Regions from separate parts of the Gossypium hirsutum genome. Here region 2 is linked to region 1. Evidence: chromatin contacts called from public Hi-C data. All regions are on one chromosome and are shown on one strand. Each heading gives the region's core, a stretch centred on a gene start, on an enhancer-like site or on the middle of the called end of the contact. The rest is flanking DNA. Distances are from core to core; before and after follow the strand shown.

Region 1 (3,523 bases), core at 641-3,140:
AATTATTAGTTAAAATAGATCATAGGTCTCTGTACTCTCCATAATTTTAAAATTTAGTCATTGTACTTTTATTTCTAAAAATTTAGTTTTTTTATTTTTCAGATTTCAAAATTCAAATTCAAATAGTTAATACTCTTATTATTATTTTTTTGTTAAAATTTTTATGTGACATTTTGAAATAAATAAAAAATACTCACTTAGTAGTCATGTAACTACAAAAATAACATTGTAATAAACCTAAATTTAACAAAATAATGTTATTAATGCTAACAGTTGAACTTGAATTTTGAAATATGAAAAGTAAATGAAATAAATTTCTAAAAATAAAAATACAACAAATAAATTTTAAATTCGAAAATAATACATGAACTAATGACATATTTACCAAAACTATTTTTTCTATTATTTTTCCACATTACATTTTGAATATATATACATTTTGAATCTTTCTACTTTTTTTTACTCTTTAAATTTTTCATCTCTCCAAACTACTTTTTATCTTACTAAGGATTTGTCAGGACAACATATGGTAATTGAATGAAAGTGTAACTATTAGGGTAGTAATTATATTCTCTTGTAATTATAAAGAATTGTAATTCTCTAGACGTGTTTGGTTGGCAGAGTATAATTATATCGTAATTTCTTATGTCATATTTGGTAGTACAATTTGTAATTACACAGTTACATAATTTATATTTTTAAAAAATATTAAATACTATAAAAATTATTAGAATGATAAAAATATTTTTTTGTAAAAAAAATTAAAATAAAATCATCGTACATATTATGTTAGTTTAAAAAAATTAGTTGATAATACGATTACTAGACCTGTCAGCTCGAAGGCCCACCTAAATTTGAGAGGATTTGGGCAAAAATATAGGCCCAAAAAATGGGTTTGGGCAAAAAATTAAGGCCCATTTAAAAAATGGGTCTGGCCTCGGGTAAGACATTTTTTGCTCGAGCCCGGCCCGACCCAAATACATAAAAGAAAAAAAATCTACTTTTTTTAATATTATTTTCTTGTTGTTTTCTCCCTATTTTGCTACCATTTTACTATTATGTTGCTACTATTTTGTTGTTATTGTTTGAATATTGTATAAAATTTATTTTATTGTTAATTTTGTTATTATTTTAAAGACATTTGCTAATTTTGTTATTAATTTTGGAGACATTTGATTGTTAAGTTGCATCTATCTTAGTGTTATTTAAGTATATATATTTTTTAAAATTTATTTTCAATTTGTTGGAAAATATTTATTTTGATATTTTTAGTTTTTTTGATGTATTATATATATTTTAAATTATATAAAAATAATATAAAAATTAATATGGGCGGGCCGGGTCGGGCCCAGATTTTAATATTTTTATCCAAGTCGGGCTTGGGTAAAATTTTAGACCCATTATTTGGGTTGGGTTGGGCCCAAGCCTGGTAAACGGGTCTAAAATTTTAGTTGACCCAGCCCGAACCCGGCCCGGCTCAGTCTCGTGCTCACCTCTAATTATTACTAATAAAAATAATAAAAAAATAAACATCATATACAATTTTATCTAATTGTTCGAATGCATATTTGTTGGGTTATATACTTCTTATCATTATTTAATAGTCCTTAATTGAGTTCATCATCATCTAAATTTAAGTGTTAATATCCGCATTATTAATAATTCAAAAAGCAAAATCAGGTATCCATAATAACTACAAGGCATCAAAAGGGTAATGTTGGGCTTAATCAAACCTACTGCTATTGTCCAATTCGGCCTTGGATTGAATAGGTTAGTAAAACGAATAGGCCGAAACCTTTTATTCCAATCAAACTATTTGGACTTGCAAACTTCCCATGGATTGTCTTTTAGTGGGCTGAAATAAGAGGAGATTTTGGATCCCAAATTCCAAAGAAATTGTAGATTTAGCACTAAATGGTGAGCAAAGAATCAATGAAGTTGTACAACTGGTATATATGGTGCTATGAGAGTCATACATTTACACATGGACTTATCCACACTCAGGCCACTGCATTGGCTTTCAAAATCTCCTCCACCCACTTCATAATCCATAAACATTGAAAACAATATCACATCCTTCATTTTGTTTCCTTCACCACTTTTACTTCTTCTGCAACAACAACCCCCATCAGAAATAACATATTCTCCTTTCTTCTTATTTCTTCATTATAAAAAAAGAAAAGAAAAGACATGGCTGCTGTTACTGCTGCAGTCTCTGTTCCTTCTACCAAGTCCACCTCTCTCCCTGCTAGAACCTCTCTTGTCTTTCCTGATAGGATCACCTTCAAGAAGGTATATATTTGCCATGCTTGTGATGATTTGGTAATATTGAAAGTTGATGTTCATCAGCTGCTTTTTTTGTTTTGTTTTCCAGGTGCCCGTTTACTACAGAGATGTTTGCAGTGGGGGGAGAGTGGTTTCTGTCAGGGCCCAGGTTACAACTGAAGCTCCTGCCAAAGTTGTAAAGGAATCCAAGAAAAACGATGAAGGTGTTGTGGTTAACAAGTTCAGGCCTATCAACCCTTACATTGGTAGATGCCTTCTAAACACTAAGATCACTGGCGATGATGCTCCTGGAGAGACTTGGCACATGGTCTTCAGCACCGAAGGTATGCATGCAAGCTCTAATAGTAACCTCATTGCCCTACTTTTATGTTCAATTTTAATGATAAAGTAATCAAAGTTTGCTATATTCTTGAGATAATTATTTACTTAAAACAAGAAATAGTCTCTTCCTAGGCATAGCTGACTGGTTGGTTGGATTGGTTCAGGAGAGGTCCCCTACAGAGAAGGACAATCCATTGGGGTGATTCCAGATGGCGTTGACAAGAATGGAAAACCACACAAGCTGAGATTGTACTCTATTGCTAGCAGTGCTCTTGGTGATTTTGGGGACTCCAAAACTGTGAGTTTGCTCTTCTATAATCACATCATTATTCATATTCATTTCTTAAGCTGTTGGGTATATAGATTAGGCTTTGAGCTATCCAAGTCTACAAGTCATCTCATTAGCATGTTCTGCATACATCTCATCGTATTTTGCAGGTATCCCTATGTGTGAAACGACTGGTATACACCAACGAGAAAGGAGAGCTTGTAAAAGGAGTCTGCTCCAATTTCTTGTGTAAGATTTCAGAATTTTTACGGTTCATCATAATATGCACTATTGTTTTGAACAACTTATTTCAGAATTTAACCTCCCATTATAGTTATAAGCATCATCAAACTGAAATAGTAATGATCAAAAGGGCAGAGATAGCTTTCTGGTAGAATATGATCCCTGATATGATTTACCCTATTGATGTTTTATGTTTTCATCTTAAATATATATCTTCAGGTGACTTGAAACCTGGGGCGGAAGTTAAAATAACTGGACCTGTTGGAAAAGAAATGCTTATGCCAAAGGATCCCAATGCCACAATCATCATGGTACGTATACTAACCAAGCTCTTAAATGTACTAATAAGTGCTGCTCCCATACAATATCTTCACCTTCAGCTACTCCATTGTAGCTCGCTACTGG
Region 2 (3,523 bases), core at 465-2,964, 240 kb before region 1:
GTGATCTTACTACACATTTATTCTTTCTGTTTTTGGTCATGAAAAACTTGAGATGACAAAAAATGACAAAAAGAATGAATGGTGTAAAGAAAGACAGCCGAGCAATAATGTCCCTAGTCATAAAATGAGATTACTATTCACAATCTTGCTTATCCTCCTCCAGAGGAAAGCGCAGGTGCTTTCCTTTGGGTGTTGGCAACCCCTTCAACCTCATTATATCACTTGAATAGTACTCCCAATTCTCTCCACTTTCTTCTTCTCCAATCTCATCATCACTGTCGTATAAAAATCTCGTGTGCTTTCCCGTGAACATCTCTGTCATGCTTATCTTGCTTATGCCTTTGCATAGCTCATCCACCAATCCTCCATCTACTTTATGGTCATAGCATTCATCTCCCATTTCTTCAAAAGTTTCCTTATCCTCATCTTCATCATGGGTGCTTGCATTAACCTGGATAGACCAAATAGTGGCGCTGTCGATGTCATCATTGTGGAATGCCAATGTCTTCTCTTTGCTTGCACTGCTGTCCTCTGTTATTATCACTCCATTATCAGAACGGCATTCTGATTTCTCAGCAAAATCCAGCAGCAGCGATCTAGTAATCGCACATTTCTGTCCTTCAATGTTAGCACTCACCATCTGTAGTATCACATGCCAAAGTATTTCTCAAGTTCAGCAATTCGATCACGAAATAAAAAGGACATCATGCGATGGGGGAGTAAAAAAACTAACCTCAGATATTTTCAACTCTTCTTCGACAACAGGAAGATCCATCAGCATTGAACCCAATCCTCCATCCTCAGAAAGATTAGGGACCTGGGGTGTATTTGCAGGAGTGGGGGCCACAAGTGCCATTGGGGATTGAAGATGAACAAAAGGGCGGCTCTCCAATGGCACTTTTGAAACCTCAGCCTCTTCCTCAACCTTCTGCAACAGAGTCTTGACTTGACCCCTTAACAAAGCCTCACCAGAACCAGGAGTCATCATCGTCATCGTGTTGGTCTTACCCTTACCTACTACAGCAGATGATGGAGTCTTCATTGCAACCCCAACAATCGGCGAATCGTTTGTTATATCAATTAGCGCGGAGCTTTCTTCTTCTTCTTCTTGTTTCCCATTTCTTGTTCTTGTTTTAGACGCACTCTTCTCCGATCCTTCAGTCTTTACTTCTACAACAAGACACGAGGAAATTAGTTTCTTGTTCTTTTCCTAAGATAGACAAAGAAATATATATGAAATGAAAAGAGAAGTGAAAATAACTCACTGGAAACAGGGATACCGTTGTTGGAAGCAGCCAAAGTCTGTGACCGGGTAATTCTTCTTGAAGATAAAGGGGTCTCCATTGAAAATCAAAACAACTCCGCTAATGAAAGAACGTTAAAACTCTAAAATCACGAAAGATGCCCAGAACCCTTAATAAAAGAAGATTAGAATTGATGGTTTTTAAAGGGCTAAGAGGAGAGGGGTTTATATATATCGTATGGAGATATGATTTTGATTAAGGCTGGGGCGAGGGTTTAATGGGTAACATCTTTATTCTTACCGTTGTAAACAAAACTAGCCGTTGCCCTCGAGGGTTTCTTTTCTTTATTTGATTAATATATTTTTGTTCAGGGTTCCATTTATCCACTTCCTTTTACTTTATTATGATGGGTTGGTCTTCTCATTTTGATATTTGGCTCCTCTTTAGAATTGCGACTGCCCCAGTGTATTAATTTTTATCTATATGTATTTTATGTATTATTTATATTAGGTATACGATTATTTTCCTTTTTAAATTTATTTCAAATATATAATATCGTACATTTGAATTTGTAATGGTCATATTTTAATATTTAAAATATAATTTGTATATTCAAATTACATTTTACAAACAATTAATAATAATTACTTAAAAATATTTAAAATTTATATTTCATATATCAAAATATTAATAATAAATTACAATAAATTTTTTTCTTATTTTTGTATTGAAATATCATAATATTGATGAATTTAAACATAATCTAAATGCATGTTTTTTACTTTACAACATATCTAAAATAAATATTTTATTTCTCAAAAATACTATTTAACATCAATATTAAACACTTAAATATTAAACTAAACTTTTCAAAAGTATCTTTTCCACACCACTTTTAAAAAATAATGCTAAACTAACCCTAAAAAAAATCTATAAATGAATCTAGGATTCAACTTTAAAACCTTGCTTCTTAAGCATCAGAAGAATAATCTTCCTGAACACCTAGTTCAAGTTGTTGGGTTTGGTGCCCTAAGTGTAGTGTTTTTGTCTGTTTACAATTGTATTTTTTTCGATCAAATTGATTTAATAAAAATATCCATAAACTATATTAATACCCCTGTATATTGTCATCAATGGTTTTTGCACGCAAAGTAAAATTAAAGCAAATATTGGATCATTGGTTATCTAACGTTTAACTAATACTAAATGATATTACGTGGTCGGATTATAACATGGAAAGATAACTTATATTAGTAGATGAACCTAACCATATCCTTAGTTTAATCGAAAATAAGTAAATCGATTGAAAGACTAATATGTCGTTTATCAAGTCCAATTGGAGAGATGTTTTGTCTTGGGTATCAAAGTGAATGACTCCCAAAATATAGAGATATAGATGTGACTGATTGGACTGACAATACATCAGACAAGACCCAAGTAGAATAGATCTTAAATTCGTTTATAGATTTATTCATTTGTGACGTTTATGGTGTGATATACCTTAATCCTAAGTGGATGACAGACCATGTATTCGTATTTGTATACTTTGATGTAAGTAAAAGTCTGAGTTCAAATAGATAAGGAACCGAAAGCAGGTGTGTTGGGTAAACGACTTCTGCAGTATGTTGTATTACATGATAGATGAAAAGTAAATGTGACCATGAATCGTTTGTCTTTGTAATGAATGACTTCATTTGTATTCGATAATAATTTACTTTTCATGAAGGAAGATGTAATGGTTACCATAAGATAAAATATGGTCATATTGGGAGAATGAATTTATCTTAAAAAAATTAAGGATATCTAATGTGGGTAACACAATTATGACAAGATCATTGAATGAGCACTAATCGAGTAGCTTTCGTAATTGCATGTAATTGGAGAGAGCTCAATCACGATATTATAATTAAATGACTTTGTGACTAAATAAGTTTATATTAATAGGCAAAAAGCTGGAACTTAATTATAAATCATTTGAGCCCCAATTACATATATCTAATTAGTCCCTCGCTAGCTCGTTGAAACCAGAAATGAATTAAATATAAAATCAAATTAACAAAAATGGTTAGAAATGATAAAGTTAGAGAAATGAGTTACATTCGAAAACGAATGTGGTTTCTCACCAAGTGTGGAAATGACATGAGAATTAATTTAAGTTTTTCGAATTATTATTTAATAATTGACATTAGAAAATGCAGTTAAATTAATTTATCATTGTGAATCCGTTGAATATGGAAATTAAATATATTTTCTCATAGATGTTTTACGGTAAAGTTGTC

The links. A called contact is a pair of places that touch in the nucleus more often than the background predicts.
Region 2: a Hi-C map of leaf shows a contact between it and region 1, with 2.8 times the contacts expected there. The contact joins the promoter of LOC107912993 here to the promoter of LOC107895874 in region 1. A contact is called at or near these places in 3 of 34 Hi-C or Micro-C datasets (all in leaf).

What each region holds. Positions count from the first base shown.
Region 1 is chrA11:24,715,541-24,719,063 of Gossypium_hirsutum_v2.1, reverse strand. LOC107895874 (ferredoxin--NADP reductase, leaf isozyme, chloroplastic) reads left to right here and starts at 1,890. Exons shown (of 9, transcript XM_016821092.2): 1 at 1,890-2,292; 2 at 2,375-2,609; 3 at 2,772-2,905; 4 at 3,046-3,124; 5 at 3,338-3,429; 6 at 3,513-3,523. The coding sequence starts at 2,191.
Region 2 is chrA11:24,952,639-24,956,161 of Gossypium_hirsutum_v2.1, reverse strand. It overlaps LOC107912993, which reads right to left and starts at 1,714. Exons shown (of 3, transcript XM_016841390.2): 1 at 1,266-1,714; 2 at 734-1,170; 3 at 54-640. The coding sequence starts at 1,344. The coding sequence ends at 134. LOC107912994 (transformation/transcription domain-associated protein) reads left to right here. Exons shown (of 44, transcript XM_041081432.1): 44 at 1-14.